Regions from separate parts of the Mus musculus genome. Here regions 1, 2 and 4 are each linked to region 3. The links are chromatin contacts, called in public Hi-C and HiChIP or PLAC-seq maps. All regions are on one chromosome and are shown on one strand. Each heading gives the region's core, a stretch centred on a gene start, on an enhancer-like site or on the middle of the called end of the contact. The rest is flanking DNA. Distances are from core to core; before and after follow the strand shown. Region 1 holds the start of Nsf (N-ethylmaleimide sensitive fusion protein). Region 2 overlaps Nsf (N-ethylmaleimide sensitive fusion protein). Region 3 holds the start of Wnt3 (wingless-type MMTV integration site family, member 3). Region 4 overlaps Nsf (N-ethylmaleimide sensitive fusion protein).

Region 1 (2,700 bases), core at 94-2,593, 180 kb after region 3:
ATTTTAGGGATGCATTTCAGTCCGACTGTGGTGGGCCCAGGAGGTAGCAGGTGGTAGGCAAATGAGAGTCAACACACACAGAAAATCACCAGACTTTGCCACTGGGGGAAAAAAAATGGTTAGAGGAAAAGTCTGTGGGGGCAGAGGGAGGGTTTAAGAGACCAGTGCATTCCAGAAGGGCTGATGATTCAGGAGAGGGGCTCCTGAGGAGGCAAAAACAGACCCTGAAATAGTTAAAAGGGTCAGCTTGAGATAAAAGGGGGATTATGAAAAAAGGAAGAGAAAAAGATGGAGCTAGTCTGATGACCTCTACCGTCTCTTTGGGACTTTAGAATCTCATGACCTACAATTCTCTTTAGACAGGACATTTACATATATGCATACATGTATGCAAACTTATTCAAATATTCAGGTGTAAGTGAATCAGTCAAGCACAACGTTAGTCTGTAATGACGCAGTTAATGTCCCCAGGTTTCGAACAGGGCAATCTCTGGGCAGGATCCATCCATCAGCGATATTAGCTCTGATGCCTACTGCAATAACAGCAGTGACCTGGCCCCATCTCTCCTCGCCAACCCCAATCCTACCCCGCCGTCCTACGAGCTTAATGGGGAAGTAAAATGTAAATCCCTGAGACTACAACACAGCCTGCTGCATTCGAATCGACTGTCATTTAGAAAAACAAAACGTGACACCCCAAGTCCATCTGCACGAAAGACATTGCTGCTTCACAGCTGATATGTTTCTCCCCAGGAGATGGTCTAAGGTTAGCCGTAAAAGTAATTTGCAGACCTCCCCTCCTCTTTTCATAACATTCATTTAGGAAGAACTAGAAATGGGTTCCCACACCCTCGCCCTGACTGCAGCAGACTACACCCCGCGGTTATCCGGCAGTGCCACCTCAGAAACCCTCGGAGGAGTGTGGAGGGCACACAGCGCTCGTCAGAGGGGGGCTCCAGTGGCCACTACCCTCAAGATGCTTGAAGGACGAGAGAAACGAGCCCCAGGGGATGACAAGGGAAGCACTGGAGACCCGGGGGACGAAGAGACAACCCTCGGGGAGGACAGAGTTTCTGAGCAGAGCTAATCCCCTGCCGCAGCTACACTGTCTCGCCTCCAGCGTTGCTCTGACCTCCCTTCCTTCAGCGTTCCTGGGTGCTCAGCCTCGCGCCCCTTCCCCGGAGCCCTCGTGGACCTCGCAGCAGTCGCGACCTCGGGCGATCCGCTGCGAGCCCGGGCTGCCCGGCCGCCACTCACCCGGCCCGCCATCTTCGCGGACACGTCCGGCTCCCAGGTTGCAGCTCCGCACTCTGCTGAGCCCGCCTCCGCCGCGCGCGTGCTCGCCGGCAGCCGGCCCTCGCGCAGGCGCGCAGCCGCCGGGAGGCCGCGCCCGCGCCCGGCCGCGTCCCCGACGCCCTTCCCCATCCCGTGCGAGCGCGCAGTCCGAGCACCGCCATTTTGGCTGAAGACAAGCTGGCCGCCTCACTGCTACCCGGTTTTCACAAAGCTGGCCACGTGGCCTTTTAATGGACTTTTAGCTTTCTGCTTCCAGACCTCTTAAAACAGAATGCGCCGAGAAAACCCCGCGTGGTTGCTGGCCTTTCCCCCAAAGGGGACTGTGGAGGGGGCGCGCAATAGCTAAAAGCTGGTTCTGAATTCGGATTCTATTCGAATCCGAGCTTTTCTTTGCAGGCACACTTGTTTTGAGAGTGAATCATAATTATATATGCGCTAGCTTTATAGTTCGATATTTTCATTTATAAGCACAACTTCTATCTTTTTTAAGGTGTTTGTTTGTTCGTTTGTTTTAACGTGCATTGGTATTCCGCCATCCACCTCTGCATGTTCAAAACTCTATTTTGAGTCCTCAGGAAAAAAAAAAAAACAATGCCACAGAAAAACTAAAATGATTTGGATAAGACAAAATACCAGAAGATAGTTCTATAAGCAGCACAGCAGTAAAAGTCTCACACAGGAAACAAGACAGGTGTACCCTGTCCTGCCAAGGCTGAAAGTGAGACTTTTAGCATGTAGCAGGACTTCAGGGTTAAGGAGGAATGTTTGACATAGCCTCCTCATATCCGTTCCCTTATGTCCTCTTCAGCACTTTTCTCTAAAGTACTCTTGGGTCCCCTTACAAATATATAATGTCATTTAAAATGTATGCAACATGTAAAAATAAGACATGATATCTATGAGAATACATGAGATATTCAATAAGATTACTCCCTAAAAGGAAAAGTAAAGTTGGAGGAACCCTCTTAGAGGAAAGTCTCTGGGATGGAATGGGTACCTCTTCCTGGGAGCAAACCTGAAGACCTTGAAATACTCTAAAAGGGAGATACTAGGGGTAGGGGGTGCAGCCTAATCAGTCCTGAGAAGCACTCAGCAGGCCCAGGGAACAGCAAACAAAAGGGTGTACACACCGACAGGGATAAAAGGGAGCTACAGGGGTATTTCCTATGCTAGGGTGGTCAAGATAGGGACCAGTTTTTAGTAACTGGTAAGTCAGTAAGTCAGAACCATTCACACTATCAATATCTTCACTGTAATGAGTGTCTCTAAGAAAGGACTCAGAACTAAGCAAAAATTATATTTGCTCAAGAGTTACCTCTCTTTCCAAGAATTCTGTACAGGATCTACGTTCTTATATCATCTTAGCATTGAAATTCTACTCAAGTTTTGCATCTGAAAGATTAT
Region 2 (2,700 bases), core at 92-2,591, 140 kb after region 3:
AGTGGGAAGGGTAAGACCAGCTTTCCGATCTTGCCTGGTTGCCATTCATGGTCAGTAATAAACTTCCAAACCCAACCAAACCGGTGCTCCCGCATCTAGGCTACCTGCAGCCAGTCCACAGAACTCTCTCTCATTAACCTTTAATCCAACCAAATTAACTTAGCTGCTGCAAGGAAACACCTTGTGTGCGCCAGATATAAACTCCGCTAGCTCCACAAGTGTCACTGACAGCAAGTGCTGGCTCACAGCTCCTGGGAAGTGTGTGTGAGATACGCACATTTACCTAGACCTCGGCCTACGAAGATATGTGGAATGAATCTGATGGCTTGTCACACGGAGACAAAAAACATTCTGAAGACTTTAATGACTGAAAAAGTCAGACTTACAAATTCTCTCACGATACAAACTGTTTAATATAAATGTCAGACTGCCACCTAAAGTAACTCCAGAGAACCACGCCTGTCTTGGACACAAAGAACAAGATACCTTACAGCAGGCTCTAAACAAAAAAGAGGGAAATACGGGTCTTACAAAGCCAGAGAAGAACACACCACACTAAAATATAAAAAAATAAAAAATAAATTAAAAAAATTCAGATAATAATTTTCTGGTTAGAATTTTGTAGACTAATGCTTTTCCTTTAGAAGGGGATCAAAAATATTTTGCTTATACTCTACTGCCCTCTTGTGGTCAAACTTACTGTGAGCCAAATTACTATATAAGTTCATTTTCCAACCAAAATCACATCTTCATGTAAGTTACTTGAAAACACCTACACTGTGCAAAAGTTATAGAACTGCCCTGGGATAAGGTATTTTAACAAAAGGTGTACAAAAGTAAAAAACAAGAAAATCACATCATAAATATTGTGTCAGTAATAGAACGTTATGATATGGCCTTCATAAAAATGATATTGGGGGCATTAAAATCATATTATAGAGATATATTTAAGATGCTTGAACATGTTAATCAAAAAAAAAAAGCAAATTAGGGGCTACTGATGTGGCCTGGTGAGCTAAGGCTCTTGTGGACTGACAGCCTGAGTTTAATTCCTGCCATTCACACAGTGTACATGACTCGAAAGTTGTCCTCTGACCTCCACATATGTACCACACATGCTCAGATACACACACACACACACTAATTGTATAAAATAAATTATGAATAATATACAAATAAAATCCAATTTAGAGTATGAGGTGTTTTAGTGAACGCTTGTCCACAGGCATGTGGCCTGTGCCTTTGGTCCTAGCATTTAGCTAGAGCACAGGAGCCAGAGGTCTACAAGCTGGAGGCGAGCCTGGGCTGGCGAGCTGGCTCAGCAGTTAAGATCGTGCTCTGCTCTTGCAGAGGATTAGCTGGATTCCCAGCACTTAGGCTTCGAGGCTTACACACCACCACTTCCAGGGGATCTGACACTGTCCCTCCGGCCTCCAAGGACACCGGTACATAGTACACAAAAGTAAGAGAGAAATAGCAACAAAGACTGGTAAATTATTGACTAAAAAAACAAATAAACAAAAAACAGAACAAAACAAAAAAACTGCTCCCAAACTACATTTAAACAAAGTTAAGTAATTTTGGACAAGGCTGTGTAGCCAATGAAAAACCTTCTCTATTTTATTGGGATAGACATGAACATAAATTTGAGTTAATAAATCATTATTTATATGAGCTGCTATTCTTAGAGATTAAACTGTATTGTTTTAATATATCAAAGTAAGGCTGGTGAGCAAGATCCCATCTGTTGGAAAGATCACAGTCCTCAACGGATCACTAAAGAACAGTGACGGACGATTCTGCGTTTAACACGGCAATTAGCTGGGGGGCTGACCAGTGCTGAAGGTCACAAAAGATAATGAAATTCTGAGGAGCCATCAGAGCCGGGAGAGGACTCACACAGAGAAGCTATGTGTGGGGTGAGATGGTCGGGAATGAGACCTGGGAGAGAGAAAGGGCTTGATGGGAAAGATGATGGAATCCAAGCTAAGACAGGAGGCTGGGCAGCAGCAATGGACCCATGAGAATCTGTCTGGGTAACTGCACTGTATGATGTTCACACTAGGGGAAACTGGCAACAGCTACTGGGATTCTGTGAGCCACATATACAAATCTTTTTTTTTTTTCTTTGAGACAGGGTTTCTCTGTGTAGCCCTGGCTGTCCTGGAACTCACTTTGTAGACCAGGCTGGCCTCGAACTCAGAAATCCATCTGCCTCTGCCTCCCGAGTGCTGGGATTAAAGGCGTGAGCCATCACTGCCCAGCCACATATACAAATCTTTGTGAGCCCAAAATTATCTTAGAATTTCAAACCAAGAAATGTCATTATTTCTTTTTAATTGTTTTAAGTCTGGCTATGAGCACAGGAAATTAAAATGTGCCGATGTGTTTCACATTGTTACAGGTGAACTGGGCACTCCAGCTAAAGGCTTGAGATTGTATATCAATCAGCGCTTGTGACAGAACAAGCCTTAAGGAAGGGTCTCCTTTCTCTATCACCTGAAAACCATTTACACAACTCATACGCAATATCAGAGGCATTGCCACTTCATTTGAAATTTTCTAAAACTGTGCATCTTACCGATAAGATTGAGCGACGAATTTTCTGCTTTTTCAAATGCAACTTGACTGTTTCCAACAACCAGGCCTACCTCAATCTGTACAGAGAGATGATAATTAGTACGCTATAGGCATTTCAAA
Region 3 (2,700 bases), core at 78-2,577:
AAGAAAGCCCGCCATTCCTGGCTAGGCAGGTTTGGGTGGGCTCCCTCTCTTCACCGTCTACACAGTTAAGTCCCACCATGGCTTCTCCTTTGGCTTGCTTTCTAGGTCCCAAGCCAGGAGCATTTCAAGGGCTGAATGTCTTCTGTGTCCGGGTAGAGAGGCTGAGGTACCTAGGTAAGGGGACTGAATCCTAACAATCTAGGTATGATTGGGCTCAGACTTAACTCCCAAACTGTGGAGAACTGGTAAGAAGAGTGCCCCTTGGAGGCCTGAACAGTTCCCCTTGTATAAGAGCTTCAGTAGGTCGTAGGGTGAATCTGGTGTCTGCACGGGACAACGCTTAAACACCAATCGCCAGGTTTTAGTTTCTCATCCGTAGAAGGGTCGGGAATATAGGTCAGAGACCTGGACATAGGGGAGGTAGATGTTCCTGAAGAGCCCTCGCCCCCAACCACTAATAGACAGAGCTATACCGTGTTTCACTAGTCCCAAATGCTTCCATCCTAAGATCCAAGAAACTGCAGGTACTGCTGAGGTCCGGCCAGCACGCCTGCAGGAGGAGAAAGTGACCGAATCCTCCCGCAGGAAATGCAAACGGCGGCTGGTGTCAGTTGCAGGAAATGCAAAGGCTGCAGGAGGTCGCGATACCAATCTGACTCTTGACAAAAGACTCAAATGACACTAGCTCTGTCCCCCGGCGCCGCCGGCTGGCAGACCTTCAGAGCCTCAGCGGACTCTCCCGCGCGCCCCTCGGACACCCTGGAAGCGACCTGCGGCCGGGTGGCAGGGGCCGCCAGCTCGCGAGCCCGAAAAGGCTGGAGACTGGGAGGGGTTGCATTTTCCTAGCCCCTGATCCCAGTCGCGCGATCTGGAAACAACCCCTTTGCTTTCTAGTCTCGATTCCTTACGGGCCCAAGTGCCAAGGGATCACAGAAAAGGGAGCCACCCATCAATGCCCAAGCCGACCCCTTCACCACGTGAACGCCGGGTCAAAGCTCCAGCTCCCTAAACCTGGCTCGCGTGGACTGGGAAGGGGGTGTCCCAGGCCAGCAGAGAATCCAGCGTGCCGGGTCCTCCCGAGGCCTCCGTGCGCCCGGGGCGCAGGCTTTGCCCAAGTTTGCCGGGAGATGCCCTTCCCAGAGCCGGAGTTGTGGGCCGGGCGGGAGGGGCCCGTGATTGACAGGCTGAACTACAGACTCATCTCTTACCTTAGGCCGCGGGCGCTGATTGGCTGCTCGCTGACATCCTCAAACCCGGCTGCTCGGCGCTGGGCTCCGGAGGGGGGCGGCTGCGGGTGGAGGTGCGCCTCTGACAAGCCCGAAAGTCATTTCCAACCTCAAGTGGACTTTGTTCCAACTATTGGGGGCGTCGCTCCCCCTCTTCATGATCGCCGGCAAACTTCCTCCTCGGCGCTGCTTCTAATGGAGCCCCACCTGCTCGGGCTGCTACTCGGCCTCCTGCTCAGTGGCACCAGGGTCCTCGCTGGCTACCCAATTTGGTGGTAAGACTTGCCTCTTGTCTGCCTGCGGCCCCGATCTCTCGGCCGCACCCGGGGACGGTGGGAGGCGCTGGCCGGGTCTGGGCTGCAGCAGGCCTGGGGCTCTTTTCTCCTTGCTTCCCGCTAGCCCCCCAGCCGTCCACCCCTCTTGGATCTTCTGCTGGTGTCGCCTTCCGAATCCAACTCCTGGCTTCTCAGATAATCACCATTTTCCCTGCTACCCGCCGCAGAGGCGGGAGGGCTCTCCCTACCCCTGAAGGTCTCTCGTTCTTAGTCTTCACCCTCTCCCACCCCAATTTGGGGGTCCCGAAGAACCTTCGTTTGCTCACACTTGCATTTCTGTGCTGTCCCCGCGGCCCGGCCACTCCTCTTCTCCATTTTAGGGTCTCCGTGGGTAAAATTATCCTGTCCTTTTTCGCCACCGCACCTCTTCGGTGTCTCGGTCAAGAGATTTCCCCCACAATACTCGCGTTTGCCTTCATATTTGAGACCTTAAGGGCTTTGGGAATCCCAAGCAGGGGACTTAGGGGGTATTTCAGTAGATTCTCCCCACTCCGTTCTAGATTAATTTTGAGCCTCTGAAGTGACTATAGAATTTGCTGATCCTAGATGCCATTGCTGATCCGGGTGTATTCGTTCCTTGCTTGTCCATCCCGGAGAAAAGCGAGGTGGGGGCTCTTTGAAAATGTACTTGTTTGGGAGGGGTAGGCTTGCTGGGTTTTTTTGAGCGAAAACCTAGTTCTCCATGTCAAATTCGTTGCTTTTGGAAGACGGGGAAGCTAGGAGAAAGGGCGAGGGAAGGGGGAATGCTGTCCCTGAGAAATACGGATACAAAAGGCATTTTAGTAAATAAGGCTGGGCGAGCAGGCGGAGTACTTGGAGCTGATGGGTGTGTGAAGGGATTCACTGGAAGATAAACCGCCTTTTGGAAGCCCCAGCTCCAGAGACTCCCCTGTTTTCCAAGCCTCATTGCTGCTCCTCCTCTGTAGGTCCTCCGGTGGAAGACACTAAAACCAGTTTTCTAAATTACACCCCAGCCCTCTCAGTCTCCAGCCCCCTGCATTCCGGAAAACTTTAATAAAAGAACCCTCCCCTCCTGGGCAGTGGCTAGAGCCCTGGGGGGGGTGGGAGGTGAGGAGGAGGAGGAATTTGGGACCTCTGAGTAAGAAGGAGACTGGCCCCTGGGGTGAAAGTTAGAAGTG
Region 4 (2,700 bases), core at 170-2,669, 160 kb after region 3:
CCTTCCTTGGCCAATTCTTATACACTCTACAGTTCTCAGCTTAGACAATACTTATTCTAGGAGACATTCTGGACAGCTGCCCCTCCCCACAGAACTGAGAAGACATGCATGGAAGCCCTGAAGATGACCTTCACTGTCTGCCTACACACTTGAATCATACCTAGGATAATTCTTAAGGTTGGAGACTAGATTTTGCTCATGTCCATACTTCCGGAGGACTACTCCTGGGCCTGGTACAGTGAGTGCTGGTTAATCGTAGATTACAAACCCAATTCAAACCACCCAAAGGACAAGTGTCCAAGGCAGTATCCCTTCAAGGTCATTTAGGATATCACAGAATTAGATTCAGATGACTTAATCACTACACAACTTGGGGCTAGGAAGATAGCTCTGAAGGTAGGGACAAGGGATCCACACAGCAAACTGGATGAGGAACCTAGCCATGTATGGGAGCTCTGAGTTTGGCCAAGAGCTGATATCTCAGTGGATGAAGAGTAATTGAGGGGTGATTCTTTTTTTTTTTTTTAAGATTTATTTATTATTTCATGTAAGTACACTGTAGCTGTCTTCAGACACACCAGAAGAGGGCATCAGATCTCATTGCAGATAGTTGAGAGCTACCATGTGGTTGCTGGGATTTGAACTCCGGACCTTCGGAAGAACAGTCAATGCTCTTAACCACTGAGCCATCTCTCCAGCCCCGAGGGGTGATTCTTGACATAATCCTCTTGCTTTATATACACACACAGAAGACATGTATGTACACAAATATGTGCACCTACACACATGCAAAAAACATACATCCACAAAGGCACACCACATACATATACATATTGGAAAAATATAAATCAATAAATGGAACAAAATTACTTCCATGACAGAGCCAACACAATAGAAACTTTACAAAATGGTAGGTTAACCTCATTTGTAAACCTGTTTACCTGTCAATGTCCTTTAATAGGAAGGGGGTGGGAATCTGTGGATATCATCTGGGCAGCCAATTTAAACAGATGCTACGAGGAAAGGGCCTCCCTATTAGAAGGCAGAAGCATCTGTGTTTTGGTGGTAAGCCAGGCAGGGTATCTCATTTTAAAACAAAGTGTAAGTCCCTATAAATAGTCAAGTTGTCTATTTACCATAGAAATGCCAAGGAAAAATTCCATACTTTTTTTTTTTTTCTAAAACTGACTTTGCCTCTAGGGAAAAAAAAAAATACAAGCCAAACACTACAGGCATATAGCCTTTTAAACATGAAATTATAATCAGTGATGGGTTGTTTTATTAAGGTGAGTTGTTCAAGTTACTGGAACACATAACTGCTTAAGGATATAGGAGTGTCTTCATTGTAATTTAAAATGCCAAACAGTATGGGTAGTGGGCTATAGGCCACTGGCAATTCTTAAAGAATGTCAAGGTTATCAAACAAAAGGGAACTCCAGTGGAAGTAATTATGACATCGGTCATTCCAGAGCCTTTAAACGGCAGAGAATTTGCTTCTTTTCAAAAAGAAAAAAGGGGTGGGGGGAGGAAAGTGCAGGCTTTAAGCAGGATTTTCTGGACAGTATTTCAGTTTGCCAATTTAAATAACACAGTCTTATGTAAAAGTTTCCTTTAGAAAATAGATTACTTGAGTGAACTTTTAAATCAAATAACAGCACGGTCAAATAAAGAAAAATTCAATATGAGGCAGCGAGTGGTAACGAACGCTCCTGTAATCCCAGCACTTGAGGGGTGGAGGCACGAAGATCAGGAGGTTAAGATGACCCTCAGCTACAAAGGGACTAAAGACCAGCCAGGACCACCAGAAACCCTATCCAAAAGGAAAGGGGAAAAGAAAATCAGAGTGTGCTAGCAGACTAGAAAGGGCTCATCACCAGACATTCCCTCCTACCCTGACTATAACCCTGAAGAACATGCTGTCTCTTCCTCAGGCCTCTCGCCTCAGGCCTTGGCTCCATTTCTCCAGAGGTTTGCAGATTCCCACAGGAAAGAGAGGAATACACAGAAACTTGCCCCAGGTCCAGCCTAGCTGACATGCCCCCACTCAAATATTTCTCCTAGGGGATCACTCTGAAGAACTAAGGGTTTAAAATTGCCCTTTCATGTGGGGCAGGGTGTGTGGGAGGGGAGGGGGCGTATGGCCCATGACTTCTATCTGTAATCCCAGCATTGGGAAAGCTGAGGCAGGAAGAGGAATGGCCACAAGTGTTCATGGCTGTTTTAAATGACCATCTCTGAGGAAGAGAAAAGAAACCTTCACTTTGCAACAAAGTAACTCCCAGACCTAGGACTAGTAGCATTAATGAAAACTTAGAATTTCATTTTGGAGTATCACTATCCACATTTCAAATATCACAAGTGCCTGATCTCTACCACTGCAGATGGTTCCAGTAGATACGATTGGTCCAGAGCAACATAGAAATGTTACCATAAATGGTCACCTGCAAGACCACAGAACCTCCTACACTATAAACTCCGATGATACTTGCAGCGCATGCCTGTAATCCCAGCACTTGGGAGGCAGAGGCAGGAGGATTTCTGAGTTCTGAGTTCGAGGCCAGTCTGGTCTACAGAGTGAGTTCCAGGACAGCCAGGGCTATACAGAGAAACCCTGTCTCGAAAAACAAAAACAAAAACAAGAAAAAGGGGGTTGTTTTGGTTTTGGTTTTTGGTTGGTTGGTTGGTTGTGTGTGTGTGTGT

What was found. A called contact is a pair of places that touch in the nucleus more often than the background predicts. HiChIP or PLAC-seq counts read pairs in DNA pulled down with a chosen protein or histone mark.
Region 1: a contact with region 3 is called in an H3K4me3 HiChIP or PLAC-seq map of embryonic stem cells, with 30 read pairs. The contact joins the promoter of Nsf here to the promoter of Wnt3 in region 3. A contact is called at or near these places in 14 of 39 promoter capture datasets (the 3T3-L1 cell line, the C10 cell line, cranial neural crest and 8 more), 1 of 484 Hi-C or Micro-C datasets (Th1 cells), 11 of 115 datasets of contacts at active chromatin or transcription factors (embryonic forebrain, embryonic midbrain, embryonic stem cells and 4 more) and 3 of 9 other capture datasets (adipose tissue, embryonic stem cells and pancreatic islet).
Region 2: a Hi-C map of rod photoreceptor shows a contact between it and region 3, with 3 times the contacts expected there. The contact joins the enhancer-like site here to the promoter of Wnt3 in region 3. A contact is called at or near these places in 26 of 39 promoter capture datasets (the 3T3-L1 cell line, 3T3-L1-derived adipocytes, the C10 cell line and 16 more), 11 of 15 datasets of contacts at CTCF or cohesin (CD8 T cells, the G1E-ER4 cell line, the NIH/3T3 cell line and 5 more), 349 of 484 Hi-C or Micro-C datasets (2-cell embryo, the 3T3-L1 cell line, 3T3-L1-derived adipocytes and 169 more), 66 of 115 datasets of contacts at active chromatin or transcription factors (the 230-238 cell line, CD8 T cells, the HPC-7 cell line and 42 more) and 6 of 9 other capture datasets (adipose tissue, embryonic stem cells, embryonic tail and 3 more).
Region 4: an H3K27ac HiChIP or PLAC-seq map of embryonic stem cells shows a contact between it and region 3, with 8 read pairs. The contact joins the enhancer-like site here to the promoter of Wnt3 in region 3. A contact is called at or near these places in 12 of 39 promoter capture datasets (the 3T3-L1 cell line, the C10 cell line, embryonic stem cells and 7 more), 3 of 484 Hi-C or Micro-C datasets (the G1E-ER4 cell line and embryonic fibroblasts), 15 of 115 datasets of contacts at active chromatin or transcription factors (craniofacial prominence, embryonic basal ganglia, embryonic forebrain and 8 more) and 3 of 9 other capture datasets (adipose tissue, liver and pancreatic islet).

The regions. Positions count from the first base shown.
Region 1 is chr11:103,952,713-103,955,412 of GRCm38.p6, forward strand. It overlaps Nsf (N-ethylmaleimide sensitive fusion protein), which reads right to left and starts at 1,344. Exons shown (of 21, transcript NM_008740.4): 1 at 1,258-1,344. The coding sequence starts at 1,269.
Region 2 is chr11:103,910,735-103,913,434 of GRCm38.p6, forward strand. It overlaps Nsf (N-ethylmaleimide sensitive fusion protein), which reads right to left. Exons shown (of 21, transcript NM_008740.4): 7 at 2,582-2,657. Among named protein-coding and RNA genes, the nearest start is that of Nsf, 42 kb to the right of the region's middle. Within about 2 kb of position 1,342, at least 4 of the 459 cell types and tissues checked have an H3K27ac peak or open chromatin away from gene starts, as enhancers often do. A contact at or near this core is called in retina and rod photoreceptor, where this site is marked.
Region 3 is chr11:103,772,848-103,775,547 of GRCm38.p6, forward strand. Wnt3 (wingless-type MMTV integration site family, member 3) reads left to right here and starts at 1,328. Exons shown (of 5, transcript NM_009521.2): 1 at 1,328-1,501. The coding sequence starts at 1,422. It also overlaps a transcript of Wnt9b not described here.
Region 4 is chr11:103,934,517-103,937,216 of GRCm38.p6, forward strand. The region is part of intron 1 of Nsf (N-ethylmaleimide sensitive fusion protein); the gene reads right to left. Among named protein-coding and RNA genes, the nearest start is that of Nsf, 18 kb to the right of the region's middle. Within about 2 kb of position 1,420, at least 9 of the 459 cell types and tissues checked have an H3K27ac peak or open chromatin away from gene starts, as enhancers often do. A contact at or near this core is called in embryonic stem cells, where this site is marked.